Regions from separate parts of the Mus musculus genome. Here all the other regions are linked to region 2. The links are chromatin contacts, called in public Hi-C, Micro-C and promoter capture Hi-C maps. All regions are on one chromosome and are shown on one strand. Each heading gives the region's core, a stretch centred on a gene start, on an enhancer-like site or on the middle of the called end of the contact. The rest is flanking DNA. Distances are from core to core; before and after follow the strand shown. Region 1 has its middle 34 kb from the start of Socs5. Region 2 holds the start of 4833418N02Rik (RIKEN cDNA 4833418N02 gene). Region 3 has its middle 4.1 kb from the start of Gm30421. Region 4 overlaps Gm30938 (a long non-coding RNA gene).

Region 1 (3,513 bases), core at 79-2,578, 140 kb after region 2:
CACGGTCTGGCTTTGATTCCCAGCACCACAAATTGCTATGAATAAACTGCTCTGACGTACGAGCGGATACTGAATTATTCTATCTCCATGTGCCACAGAATTCTAAAAATCAATAATGGTGCTGTATTCCCTCCTCTGATGAAACTTCCAAATATGGCTCTGTGAGGTTTTTATTTGATTAGTGACAGGAAGAAACAAAGGTCAAAAAAGCCTAAGACCATACACGTGTGGCAGGCTCCCCTCAGCCTCTAAGACCCTTCGTGTGGCAGGCGCCCCCTCAGCCTCGGTCCCTAATCACTCTCATGTCCCACCTCCCAGGGAGCGCATCAATACACAGATGATTGCTGGCTCGAGGGCATTGCTCTTCGTTAAAAGTTAAACAGCATCCAGTATCGTATGACTTAAGACCCGGATTTCAGTTGGACGGCTCTGCGTACACGAGGCCTCTCTTCAGTATTCGTTTGCTGTGTACCTTCTCCTTGAATTTCCTCATTCTCTATACAGCCACGAAGTTCCTTATCTCTTGTGTGGTTTTCAAAGCTACCTAGAGTGGCAACTTCCTGTCCACAAGGCAGGGAACAAACGCCCATTTCTATGGCTCATTCACTGAGTCTCTTCACTCTTATGGAAGGGCAATTTACACCTGTCCTGTCCTGCAGAGGGCAAATTCAATGAATTGTGAGACTGTAATCGCAAACCATTTAAAACCCCACTGCTCCTCAAGTAGTTTTCAATTTCCAAAATACTACTCTTTCATGTTCCACCGAAGTTCCTATGTGGTTTCAAGTCATTAGCATAGAAGAAATTATTTCCATTTTCTGTATTTGTCAAATCATATGCATGCCTACGTAGACATCTGTTTTTTTTTGTACTGGAATTCATGAGAAGTTACCCACAGAACTTTAGGAAAGTAACATGGATGCTTAAAAAAAAAAATCTCTGACCTTATGAAAGAAAAGTATTATTTGAATGCAATGTTGGCAAGCAAGGCTGGAGAAGCCACGGCCAAAAATGATAACAACAGAGCTTGGTCCATTTGCTGGCATACTCCATGAGACCCACACTCGGAAGAGCCAGGCAGAAAAACACATCCGCATTCTTCACACAAAACCAACACCTGAGCGACTTCCCAAACCCTGGATAGAATCGGGGTTGGTTGGTATTAGCTGTCAGACAGGAACGGGTTATCTGGAAGGGGGCGGGGCGAGGACAGGGGGAGGGGCGGGGGCTCTGGGTTTATATTTGAGAGACCATCTTGACTGTGGGCAGGAACACTCCCAGTGGGAACCCTGGACTGCAGGAAATGGAGCCAGTGAGCTGCGCACCAGCATCTGTCCTGCTCCTCTGGCTGTAGGGGTGACGTCACCGCGGACTTGGAAGTGGGAGCTAAAACAAACCCTTCTGTCCTAAGTCAGGTCATTTTATCAACAGAAGCAGGGAAAGAAACCAAGAATCATCTTATTTCCAAAGAAATTCTGACTCTGACTTAAAAAGAAAATCTAGTTGCCGTTTTACTGCCGACAGTGGTCTATTTCACCTTCCCATAAAGGCTCCCTGCAGGACTCACTTCTGAGTTCCGTGACAGCTGTTACGCAAACACCGAATTCTAGAAAACAATTTGAGACTTTTGGCTCTTTATCAAGAAAGAAATTGCTAAAAAGCAGAGACAGTATTTTAGTGGCACAATTTATGAATTCTCAAAGTTGGAACTACTCAGCCAGACATTTCACTAGTCTCTTGGTGTATTAAAATTCAACACTGTCTCAATTACACTTAAGGGCACAAAATATTTGTAAGATAATGAAACTAAAAGTATTACGATTCAACTGTTTTTAAAATGTCGTAGTTTTAAGACAAGCACAAATAAAATAATTTATCATGTATTGAAAGAGAATCAGGGTAAAAGTTAGGTTTAAGTGCATAACTGCACCCATTTTATGAAGATGGAAAAACACAAAACCATTTAGTGTATGACAGATTTTCACCGTTATAGGACAAAAAGAGATTGTGTGGTGACAATGCACCAGGCACCAAGCACAGCTTGTGCTGTATCAGGCCCGAGAACAGCTCCCTCCCACCCAGGATTTCTGCTCCAGGAGCCCAACCTACACCACCTCCTGTGGCAAGTGGGGTCCCTGGTGTTCCTAGGCCACTGGGGAAGTTCCTGCACCCAGCCTCACAGAGGAAAACGAACATGTCTACCCCACTAAGACCTAGGCCTTCCCTGAACACTGTAAATGCCCCTGATGAAAGAAGAAAGGTAATTTGAGCAAAAGAGAGATGCTCAGCCAGTAAAATACTCTAGATTCGGAAGTCCAAGCACAGAAACAAAACCAAGATGAACAAACCAAGACCTGGTGCCTGCAGAAGTGACCGACCCACAATACTGGCATCGTCTGGACTCCATCCAGGGCAGGTTTGTTTCCCCTTTTTGCAGACGTTCAGTTTGTAGAGAGATTATCTGTGTACTGTATGGATGCATCACCCATCAATTAAGAAGACCTATGACCTATAGGAAAGGGTAGAATAGGTGGGACATCCCGGAGGCACAAAGAATTCTGGGATAGAGCCAGGTGTGGGAGATTGACCCAGGAAGATGTGAGAAGACAGACGCATGGTACCTGAGCACAGGAAGCCAGTTACATGGTAGAATATAGGCTAGGCGAGATGGGAGATTTTAAGTTAGAGGAGAGCCTAGTATATGGCCAAGGTATTTGTAAATAATTTTGAGTCCAAGTCTCATTTCTGAGACCATGAGCTGGGAGGAAGACCCCAGGACTGAATCTATATCAGTTTGCCATTACTATTTACCTCAGCCATTCCCTTAGCTCTCTTCATACTTCTGTTTGCCCATGTCCCAGGGTAGACTCCCAGTGAGGTAACATCCCTCATCTCCTCACATCTTACTTCCCCTCTGTAGCCCAGACATCACAGTCTTGAATGGCTTGCCCACAACCTAACAATGACATAAGAAAACCTAAGATTTGGGGCTGGAGAGATGGCTTAGTAGTGAAGTGCACTGGCTGCTTTTCCAGAGGACCTAAGTTCAATTCCCAGCGCCCACATGGTGGCTCATGACCAGCTATAACTCCAGTCCCAGGGAATCCCATGCTCTCCTCTGGTTTTCAAAAGTACCAGGTACACACACACACACACACACACACACACACACACACACACACTGCACAGACATACACTTACAATAAAAACAACCAAAACCAAAACCAAATAGCAGGAACAGCCTGAGGCTCCGGTAAGACCCAGACTTGGAGTGTAGCTCAACACAAGTACCTTTAAAACTGACCCAGGGTTTAAAATTGCTTCATCTTCTATTTATCATGTAGTATATACTTTATTAAATCCAGTCTTCCTGTTGTTAAAAACATTGGAAAACTGGAAAGAAATGGTTATCACCTCTGAAAGATTGTACAGTAGGAGGGTACAGGTCTTTAGAACCTTTCATGGTAGGTTTTGTTTTTTGTTTTCTTTAAAATAGGTTGGCCTCAAACTCAA
Region 2 (3,561 bases), core at 523-3,022:
GGAACAGGGAGAAACTGACCACTTCCCCCTGCCATGCTCAGACCTCCTGGGATTCCTGCATGCAGGATGCTGGGAAATACCTTGCCCTTCTATTGTAGGGTCCGCTGCAACTCTGAAGCCTGCTGCCTTTCCTCTGAGCTCTACAATCTAAGCCATAACTGTCTACCATCCTGCCTCCTATCCACTCTAGTTGCTCTGCAAGGGTACTCATCTTTGAGAGAACACAGGACAAACGAAAAGGTGTACTCAGAATCCTGGGTTCAGATTTCACAACTTACTGGCTGATTGATGAAGCTATTTACCTATAAATACAGCAAATCCAGGAAACAGGAGTCGCTGGGAGGAGTGACGGCTAAAGTCCCGAGGTTGGTGTGGCACACAGTAAGCACTATATTGGATCAGGGTTATAATCACCCCATCGCTCCCACAGAGGTGTCCCGGGCTGGGTGGTTTTGGAAAACTCTTTATAGTCGGACTTATTCTCTGCCCACTTCGGAAAAGGTGGGTGTGCACACGCGGCGGGCTCTGAACCTCTCCCACCGCAGAGAGCAAGACACCCGAAACAGGATCTGGGTCTGAAGACTGGGCGGGGTTCTCCCTCTACCCCATCAGGGTGCTTTCCCGCCCCAGCACAAGAGCCCAGCCCAACTAAACCAGCCCTGCTGCAAAAGCCACAGGCTGCCAGGACTGGATGGGGCCAGTGTCCGCCACTGGCGAAGAAACTGAGGTTCGCCGGCCTCTTCTCTGACCAAACGCATCGGTCTAAGTCTGCTGTGGACAGAGCTTGGTCTCAACTTTATTTGAGGGGAAAATAAGAGAAGACACAGAGGAACAAATTTAACATGAGGGAGTTTCGACAGTTTAGGGAGGCAACGGTCCGGTCTAATGAATGCACTTCTCTGATACCTACAGAAACCTCCATTTCAGGGTAGGGTTACCCACGTGACCTTAAAAGGCAGAGAGCACAAACTTTTCTCTTTCTCTCTCTTCTCTTCAAACACCCAATCTGCAAAGCGATTTTTCTCTTGGGACAGACGACTTTCCTAACTGCCTCGGCAAGCCGGAGGGTAGCACCCAGCGCCGGCTCCGGGACGGGTCGGTTGAGTCGCGCTTCCTGGACGAGGCGGTGCTTTTCGCGCGCTCGCTCCGGGCGAATCTGCCCTTCCCTCACTCACCGGTGTCCAGAGTGGTGAACCTGCCGCTCGGGCTGTTTCGCCGGTTGCTACTGCCGCCGCCGGAAATGCCCAGCATCTGCAGATGCCGGGCCAGCTCGAACATGCGGTCCCACTGGCCCTCGGCGCGGCAGCGCTCCACCTCGCTCTCCACCTTCAGGTGGGTGCCGTGCGCGCCCTTCGCAGCCATCTTCGAGCAGGAGCTGTCATGGGAGGTGCGGCGGAGGAGTGGAGACCAGGCCGGGGGCGGCGTCCAGGCTGGGGAGCACTCTCCAGCAGGCTTGACGGGAGTGCAGACGGCATCCGGGGCCCGGGTGGCAGAGGGGGCCCGGGTAACGGCAAGGGGCCCGCAGCAGCAGCAGCAGCAGCGGCGGCGGCAGCGCCCACCGCACCGCCTGGAGCCTCTGGACTGGGGCTGCGGCTGCGCGACCCCAAGGCGTCCAGAAGCAGCCTCCGCCGCTGCTGCAGCAGCTCCTGACGCTGCTGTCTCCTCCTGTGCAGCAGCTGCTGCCACAGCTCCCGCCCCGTGCCCGGGCGTCTCCAACAGCGGAACCTCCCCGGGCCGCGGCTCCACCCCAAAGTGGGCGTGGCTATCCCCCGCCGGGCTAGGCGAGCCGACCGCCAGCGAGGCCACAGAAGCCAAGCGCGCACACGGCGATCTCGGGCCGCCCTCCGCCGGCTCCCCGCCGCTGACTGGGTGCTCACTTTAATGCTGCGGGGAGCCCGGGAGCCCGGGGGCGCCTCGCTCCCCGTTCCCTCCCCATCCCGTCAGGACTCTTGGCCTGGGGTCCTCCGCCCGGACCGCCCGGCTTTGTGTGGTGGCCCCGTCACCGCCACAGCCTGAGGCACGTCACAAATCCGAGGAGCGGCCGACAGGACAGTCCTGGTCCCGGGCTCTTGGCGGATCCGGGTCGGATGCAACGCGCCCGCCCGCAGGGCTGCGGATAGACCGGCCGGGGCAAGTCCCTAAGCTCTTCGGATGTCCCCAACTCGGAGAGGGTTTATGTTTGTTTTAACTGCCGGACTCCTCTTTCCATCGGAATGCCTACTCTGGGTTCTAAAAGAGGATCTCAGCTGATTTTCCACTTGCTGCTACTTTATTTTGGTGTCTAAAGGCTGATCAGAACTCCAGGGAGCGCCCGACTCCGCTCTGCTCCGCTCTAAGGCCAGCGGTGCCCAGAAGTTCAAAGGACTCTGGGCGGGGCTTGGAGGGCGGAGCCAGGACTACCCTGGCTAGAAGGCAAGTATCGTGACCCCACCCTCGGTGAAACTGGAGCTGTCAATCCTGCCTGGGAATTGAGGATGTAGCTAAAACCACAGCCAACACTGAAAAAAAAATCCCCAGGGCCTGTACTTAAGTCACTTGTTGTGAGGTCCATTCCGAAAACGTTCGAGAATGATTTCAGGCAAGCTTTTCAGTAGTTCGAAACTGACCGCTTTCTACTTCTCCGGGAGGTCCTTCCACTCCCTGCCCCTTGCTGCCGGGAAATTTACAGCTTCAAGTTTCAGTACAGAACTAAGGTTTTCGGGTCTATCAGAGCACAGGCTCCTGACGCCCATTACCAGGGCCGGTCCCTATCAAAACTTCAGCTCCTCCGTGTGATCGAAATGAAGCCCCCTTCCTCCCTGGAAGGCAAGATTCCCTGCCCCTGTGTGCAGAACCTGAGGTTCTGCAGAACTAGGTTTCACGGAGGCGGTGGGGCAGGGGGATGGGGTGGGGAGAGGGTTGGGGAAGGCAGAAAGAGTGAAAGACTGACTTGGGTATCCTGAGAATGCGTTTTCAATTTACCTAGTCAGAGTGTTAGTGGGAGATACCCCTGGGGCCAGAGGGAACAGCAGGATTGACAGAAAGGGGAAGGGTAGACTGATAGAAACAAAGAAACCCCATCTTTTCTTCCCATTCTTTTGTCAACCACGGTTGCAAATACTGGAGGACTGGCTGCAGAGAGCATTAGCTCTTGTCTGTTTGACTCTATCATCAGTTTGAGTGTGGGCACGGGAGGGCACAGAGTTCGTGCCTCAGATACAAAGCAAGTGTTCCTCCAGGCGCCTGACCGCGTCTCAGCTCTTTGCTAGCAGAGCCAAGATCCTCATCTTCTAATGACCAGCATTAGGAAGAGAGAGTGGAAACCTATAGGAAAAAGAACAAACGAAAAAGTCACAGAGCTGTGACTGCATTAATAACATCTGGTGAGATAAAAGGCAAGTAGCAAGTGGGGTTTGTTGCATGTGGTGGTGCACGCCTGCTGTCATAGTATTTGGAAACTAAAGGCAGGGGGATTAAAAAGAATTCAAGGCCAGCCTGGGATACATAGCAAGATCCTTTTTTTTTTTTTTTAAAGAAAAGTAATGTTATTTATTTATTTAATTTACATAATCTTGTATCTCA
Region 3 (3,225 bases), core at 187-2,686, 230 kb after region 2:
ACAACATTTAATTGGGGCTGGCTTACGGGTTCAGAGCTTCAGTCCATTATCATCAGGGCGGGGAGCAGGAAGCAGGGCAACGTCCAGGCAGACATGCTGCTGGAGAAAGAGATGAGAGAGCTCTCCATCTTGATCTGCAGGCAGCAGGAGATTCTTTTGAACTGGGTGGAGCTTGAGCACTAGATATCAGGTTTGAGTATAGGTGAGTGCTCCAACGCAGGAATGAGACCAGGAGAAGAGTTCATCAGCATCAGCACCATGCCCCATCCAACCCCCACTGCCAATACCCCCGACCCAACCTCCACATATATGATCGTTCCGAGTAGAATTCTAGCTTCAAGAAAAGTGGGGCAATGAAGCAAAATGTCAGGCACCAATGCCAAACAAAGCACATGGAGGCTATAGAAAGAGTTATAGCTCAGAGCCGGTCAGTGTAGTCAGTGGACAGTGCAAGAGCCCTCAGATCTCAGGTTCACTGACTAACAAGGAGAGCAGGGCAGTAAAATAGATGCCAGACTCTTAGAAGTGGGCACCAGCTATGGCAACTGTCTGACCCTCCACTGGATAGTGGATGATGAACCAGAGTGGGCTACTTATGTGCTGAGCCTGAAGAGCCTGTGTTGGGCTAGGGAGGGCCAGTGTATGAGACTGGCCATTCTCAGTCATAAAGGGCAATATATTTGTGATTAAAATAGCACCTTGCTATTTTAATTCTGGTCCTCTGCCAGCCTGAAGGGGTAGAGGGAATACCAAAACAAGAGTCTAGAAATCTCTGGACTACTCTGGCTGAAGCCAGTCACTAGTGTGGGACTCTTAGACATATCTTTTTTTTTTTAAACCAACTGTTAGGGGGTTTGTTTTCCTTGTTTGCAAAAATCAGGAAGTTGAGCCAAACAAAAGGTTTTCAAAGCATCCTCCTCAGACTGGCAGTACCAGTGCCATCCGGTGGTTTATGAGAAATGAAAGTCCTTAGACCCTACCTTAATTCTACCAGATCAGAAACATTGGGAGGGACCCCTGGAAACCTGTGCTTTAATGAGTCTCCAAGTGTTTCTGAGCCCAGTAAAGTCTCAGATTCCAGGTCCCAAATAATCCTACATCTGCATGCCCAGATGCCTCTGCATTTGCTAGAAGAGATGAAATGCCCCTACCCCTGCTCCTGAGCACACAGACACCCACAGAGCAGGTCTCAGCACACAGCTCTTCTCCCCAGTCTGTTGCTAAGCCAAGGCTGCCTCTGCAAGGGATGGATTAATGCTGCGACCAGCCAGTTAGAGAGGATACACTGCATTCTGTCTCCTTTATCTCCTGCCCAATTAGCTAGAGGTAAGTTAGGAAGATTTACTCTCCTTCACAAGCAAGGTCACAACCTGAGGTTGTCATAGAAGCCAGTTTCCACCCTGGCTGCGCTCCTGGAGCAGCGGATTGGCTAGTAGGCAGACGGCTCTGCCTGGCAGCAGGGATTTGATAGGCAAGGCGTGGAGGAAGAACCAAAGGGGAAGAGCAGCTCTGCTAAGCCTGTTGCCTTCTGCTTACAAAAATTTATAGGTCTATTTATAACTTGTCTTGCTCCACAAAGGATTTCAGGCAGCTGCCTTCCTTGTTGAAAAATCCTTGATGCCAAAACTTGGTGTCTGACACCAAGGACTTCCTGGTCCAGAGCAGAGGGCCAAGCCTTTGTTCGTGCAACCTCGAGCAAGCACATCACGGGTGCCCTAAGTGTGGAGGGTAGCTATCCATCGTCCTGCCCTTCCTTCCTGCCTTCCTGTCTTCACAGATGATAGAGTCAGCATCTTGTCTGCCCTTGTTTTCCGTGGTACAACCTGATAACTCCTGGTTTGCATCTTTTCCATTTGGGTTAAATAAGTAAGATCCATTAGGAAAAAGTCCCAAAGCCTAGTTCGAGGACTGATTGTCAGAGCTCTGTACATAAAGAGAATTCTCTGCTTTTTCTCAGCCATCTCTTCCTCAGAGGAAAATGCCCACTACTCCATCATTGGTTGGAGTCATACTTGGAGTCAGTTCGGATTTTGAGGGGTCCTTACGTCAGCTACGTCCTCAATGTGCTTAGAAGAGATGCAGCTTCGTAGTAAATTCCCAATAACCATTACCGCAAGTAAACAAAATAGAAACCCGTGGCATGGGTTCATACAAGAGCCTCTTAGGAAGCTTTTGATCCAACTAGGATTGTCCCTTTGCAGGAATAATTGATCACTATGAGTCTGAACCCCAAATTCTTGTCTTGTCTTTCCTTTTTTTACTTATCTTCTTAGTCTAGAACTGAGTTCAACAATTAAGTTATTTGGCTTCAGCTATTTCAGAGTGAGAGGTTCTAGTTTTTAACAAATCTCTCCACAGGAGGCTCAGTGACATCTAGAGTTACTGAGACATGGAGAGAGCCACATGCTCTGACCCTGGCTGAGCGCCTCTGTAAAGGGCTGCCATATTCTGCCCCCATGAGTCCTTGCTCCCTGGACTTCAGCCATGCGGGGGTTCTGACACATGCTCTGTCCCCACATGGCCTCCCTCTCACGGCTCAGTCTCCTCAGTCTCTCGCTGCCTACCCCTGCCCTTGCTTCACATACAGGATGTTCTCTTTTGGAATCTGACTAACCATCACAAAAATTGACAGGAAACAGCCAAGAGCAGAGGACAGACATGATGCTTCTAAAGAAGGGAAACTTCGCTTACTAAGTATCGAGACTCATTCATTAGAGACACTTAGCTTACTAAGTATCAAGACTGAAACTTCGCTTACTAAGTATCAAGGCTCGTTCATTATTAGAAGCGTTTGGGTGGATTTTCTTTTTGTTGAGCTGGTGGACAAAGACTTAAAAGGCAAGTGCTAAACAAATACTTGTTTGTAACCCAGGATCCATTGTTCTGTGTGCCTTTTAGTAGAGACAAGAAGGAGTACAAGAAAAGAATGCATTCAACAATAGAAATGATAACTTTGTTATTAGTACAGAAATAAAGAAGCACACACTAGAACAGAAGGGAGAGGCAGAACAGAGTACCCTTGCACACATGTGGCAGAAGAGACACTAGAGGTGGCTATAGGGGGCAGTGACTATAGAAGTGGTGGCTATAGGAGGCAGTGGCTATAGGGGTGGTGGCTATATGGGTAGTGGCTATAGGGGGCAGTGACTATAGGAGACAGTGGCTTATAGGGGATAGTAGACTTTCAATGAGTGGTCCTGGAAAACTAGTTTTCTTAAACATATA
Region 4 (3,522 bases), core at 93-2,592, 190 kb before region 2:
GCTAAGGGAGTCATCTTGCAGGCCCCCTCTCCCCTTTCCATTGTGATAAAACCCACATTTATCATTTTGGCCAGTTTAAAGTGTGGAGCCCAGGAGATACCTGCTGTTTCAAATGGCATATAACTATCACTGCTTCTCAGTTACAGACATTGGTTGGTTGGTTGGTTGGTTGGTTGGTTGGTTGGTTAGTTGGTTCTTTTGAGACAGGATCCGCACTGGCCTTGATCTTGAGATCTTGATTCAGGGTGTGCACCACTTCACATGATCACCAGCTTACGTTTTAAGAGTTAACTACTGTGCCTAAGAAATCCATGGAATAAAAATACTTCTAACCTGTAAACCACTGGCCCAAAGGCAGACACTTCCTGAATTCCGGGGGTGGAGGGGGTATTGTTCATGTTTTCACTCCCCTAAACAAGTTTGTTTGACCCAACTGCACCAACCAGATGTGCTTGGTCACATGTAGACAGGAGGTACCGAGGCAGGAAATATGTTAGGATGCGTGCTTGTCCCGGATTGGCCCTGATGGAAAACTATGGCAGTCTAATGGATTTGCCCTTTTGTTGTGAATGGCCCTGGTGATGCCTGTATTTTGATGTTAATTCTGCTTTCTCAGGAAGGGTTGTCTGGACCAAACGGATGAGTCGCATACTCAGGTGACTTCTTGTGAACTCCACCCCACCCCCAATGAATAAAGGGACCAATCACTGGGTGAGTAGGCAGGACTTCTGGGTTGGATGGAGGAAGAGAGGAAGCAGGAGAGAGTTAGGGGCTTTTTGGACAGGGATAGTGACAGGGATAGTGACAGGGATAGTGACAGGGATAGTGACAGGGTTAGTGACAGGGATAGTGACAGGGATAGTGACAGGGATAGTGATAGTGTCTCCTGGCTTATACGGTAAATCCACTGAGGATTTAGATTTATTATGACTTACAAGATTAGGATTCTAGTATCTGTGGAACCGGTCTTTCTCTTGTGATTCTCAGGCTTAACATACACCCAAGCTCAACATTTTAAATGGTCCCACATGGAGATCTTCTATCCACTAAGACTTATTTTATTTGGTGTGTATGTATGTATTTGTGTCTATTTGCATGTATGAGCATCATGTAGATACTGGCCCCTACAGAAGCCAGAGAGGGTATTGAATGCCTGGGTGCTAGAGTTTGTGATAGCTGTGAGCCACCTGTTAAGGATGCTGGGGTCTGAACCCCTGTCTTCTGAAGCCATATGCTTAAAGAAACAAAAGGCAGCCAGCATTCCCCCTCAGTGTAAGCCCTGGGGCAGTCAGGCAACAGCAGCCACCCTTCTCTCCCCACCCCCAGTGCAGCCAGTTCTCCCTCCAGCATCGCTATCTCCTGTCTTTTGGAGAAAGCAGAGAATTAATGTCCTTGAAGTGATAAGACCCCCACCCTTAGGCTCTGGGAAAGAGACAACCGAGCGTTCCCAGCAGTCAAAAACAGCTACAGCCAGCTCGCAACAACAGGAAAGACCGCACTGGCCGGCCACTGATAACAGAACGAGTTACTCCTTTCCAGGTCAAAGAGGGCCTTTTCTAGATATACGGTCTCTCTTTTTTGTCTGGGAAAAAAAAACAAAAAACAAAAAACAAAAAACAAAACGCTATCAGTTCTTGAAGGCCCCAGCTTGTTTGTGCATTTCCCCTATATAAACCCTAAGCCCCTAGACCTGAGCATTGCATTCCTAATCGGTCTTGCGGGGAGGATTGTGTTTCAAGTCTGAACTCTAATGTGCCTACATTGGCCTTGTGGTCTCTGGCGGTCTCCTGGGGGTCTCCAGGACTGAGCAGATCATGCTCTGAACTGCAGTGACACCTCTGTACACATTGTCATTCTCCACCTCCTCGTTCCTCATCCTCTGCCTTTCTGTTCCTGAAGTTGCATGTGATGGGGGTGGGGCGGGGTGGGGCAGGGCGGGGCGGGGCGGGGCTCCTAACCCTTGGCCTTGAATTCCTGTTTTCATGATCCATTTACACTTTGGCATCTACCAGTATTTGCTTCTCTCTATAATCAATAGTCCACTGAATGGCCATTGTCACTCACTGATTCCTTGATGGACATTTAGGTTGTTCATTCTTTTCCGCCGTTGTGGATGATGTAGACATCGACATTTGTAAACAAGTTTGTTTAACCGCTTTCAGTTCTCTTAGGTTTTATACCCAGCAATGGAGTTGTCAGAGTGTGGAGATTTATTTATGTGTTATTTATGGAGGGACGCAAAGCTGCCTTCCATAGTGACTGTGCTGGGTTAACTGTATCCTACATTTTCCATTTACTTCTCTGCTTCATTGAGAACATTTCTTATTGTCCATTTTCCTCTGAGTGTAGGCCTCCCAGCATGACCAGTAGATGCATTTTGAGGTGCGCACTTAGCGTAAAACATTCCTGTCTGTAAATGTCTTACTGCACCTTAGGAGGTGGCTCCCTGTAGCTGTTTATCACAGTTTGCTCTGACCCAGATAATAGCTGACTGGACTAAGGCCGCATTTTGGAATCTATATTTGAGAAGGATGATAGGTAGACCTGGTTCACACAGCAGAGGGGTGGTGGGAGAGGTGGGTGTAGTTCCCATAGCTGAAACATGAATTTTATAGTTGCAAATGTATGGTTTGGGTTTCACTATACAGCCCTGGAACTCAGTATGTAGATCAGGTTGGACTGTAACTCAGCGAGACAGATCTGCCTGCCCCTGCAGCTTGAGTGCTGGGACTGAAGGTGTGAGCCCACCAGCATCCGGATTTGTTATCTTTTTAAAAGATTATCTTTGGTGAGCACGCAGAGAAATAAGTTTTGCTCTGACATTTCGTACACAGATATGGTTGATCACACTGTGCCGAGAACTTTCTAAGTCTCCCACAACGGCTAAGTTCCTGGCTTCAGTCTTTGCTTGGACTGAGCTGCACTGCCGTCTCAGGCCCCATACCTTTTCCTTTTAGCCTACCGTGGTTGTGCCTTTCAGTAGAATTTTTCTTGCCAATGTGTAGAACCCAGGGCAACAGCCAGTCTCTGTCACTCTCACAACCAACGTAAGCTTCAGACTGTTAAACAAACCGAAGCACAAAACCTCGGAGTGACTCTCATTTCTCTTCCCCTAAAACTCCCTTGGTGTGACTTTAATGACCTTGTCCCTGTCTATTTCCCCAGTGGAATTTGGAGGCAAATTTTGTGTCAAGGTCAGTCAGTACTGGTGCTGAATCCTCAAGGGTGGGCAGCCAGCTCTTGCTGCCACCTTGATGTGACTCTTGATGTTTGTCCTGGTCTTTCCCTTCCTAATAACAGAACGATTCTAGTCAGCTCACAGGTGTCACGCTTTGTTGTGTTGCCTGTCACTGGTAATCCTCGCTCTCTCTTTCTCGATCTCTCTGTCTGTCTCTGTCTCTGTCTCTGTCTCTGTCTCTCTATCTCTCTCTGTCTCTGTCTTTCTGTCTCTGTCTCTGTCTCTCTCTCTCTGTCTCTCTCTCCCTCTCTCTCTCACGTGCACACACACAAAGCTCTGCGGTT

The links. Promoter capture Hi-C pulls out the DNA fragments that hold promoters and counts their contacts. Hi-C and Micro-C count contacts between places; a contact is called where the count stands out from the background.
Region 1: a contact with region 2 is called in a Hi-C map of uterus, with 8 times the contacts expected there. The contact joins the enhancer-like site here to the promoter of 4833418N02Rik in region 2. A contact is called at or near these places in 1 of 484 Hi-C or Micro-C datasets (uterus), 3 of 115 datasets of contacts at active chromatin or transcription factors (embryonic stem cells and pancreatic cancer cells) and 2 of 9 other capture datasets (adipose tissue and liver).
Region 3: a contact with region 2 is called in a promoter capture Hi-C map of neural stem cells. The contact joins the enhancer-like site here to the promoter of 4833418N02Rik in region 2. A contact is called at or near these places in 3 of 39 promoter capture datasets (the SN4741 cell line, cranial neural crest and neural stem cells), 15 of 115 datasets of contacts at active chromatin or transcription factors (the NIH/3T3 cell line, the SCID.adh cell line, bone marrow-derived macrophages and 7 more) and 4 of 9 other capture datasets (adipose tissue, embryonic stem cells, liver and 1 more).
Region 4: a Micro-C map of embryonic stem cells shows a contact between it and region 2, with 3 times the contacts expected there. The contact joins the enhancer-like site here to the promoter of 4833418N02Rik in region 2. A contact is called at or near these places in 2 of 39 promoter capture datasets (the 3T3-L1 cell line and the SN4741 cell line), 4 of 484 Hi-C or Micro-C datasets (embryonic stem cells and forebrain), 9 of 115 datasets of contacts at active chromatin or transcription factors (bone marrow-derived dendritic cells, bone marrow-derived macrophages, craniofacial prominence and 4 more) and 2 of 9 other capture datasets (adipose tissue and liver).

Annotation. Positions count from the first base shown.
Region 1 is chr17:87,140,301-87,143,813 of GRCm38.p6, reverse strand. No RefSeq gene overlaps it. Among named protein-coding and RNA genes, the nearest start is that of Socs5, 34 kb to the right of the region's middle. Within about 2 kb of position 1,328, at least 70 of the 459 cell types and tissues checked have an H3K27ac peak or open chromatin away from gene starts, as enhancers often do. A contact at or near this core is called in adipose tissue, liver, pancreatic cancer cells and 1 more, where this site is marked.
Region 2 is chr17:87,281,025-87,284,585 of GRCm38.p6, reverse strand. 4833418N02Rik (RIKEN cDNA 4833418N02 gene) reads left to right here and starts at 1,772. Exons shown (of 5, transcript NR_015506.3): 1 at 1,772-2,412. Ttc7 (tetratricopeptide repeat domain 7) reads right to left here and starts at 1,700. Exons shown (of 20, transcript NM_028639.3): 1 at 1,176-1,700. The coding sequence starts at 1,362.
Region 3 is chr17:87,053,387-87,056,611 of GRCm38.p6, reverse strand. It overlaps the pseudogene Gm24648. Among named protein-coding and RNA genes, the nearest start is that of Gm30421, 4.1 kb to the right of the region's middle. Within about 2 kb of position 1,436, at least 70 of the 459 cell types and tissues checked have an H3K27ac peak or open chromatin away from gene starts, as enhancers often do. A contact at or near this core is called in adipose tissue, bone marrow-derived macrophages, liver and 2 more, where this site is marked.
Region 4 is chr17:87,468,886-87,472,407 of GRCm38.p6, reverse strand. It overlaps Gm30938 (a long non-coding RNA gene), which reads left to right. Exons shown (of 4, transcript XR_385891.4): 3 at 617-711. Among named protein-coding and RNA genes, the nearest start is that of Gm30938, 3.9 kb to the left of the region's middle. Within about 2 kb of position 1,342, at least 23 of the 459 cell types and tissues checked have an H3K27ac peak or open chromatin away from gene starts, as enhancers often do. A contact at or near this core is called in embryonic stem cells and trophoblast stem cells, where this site is marked.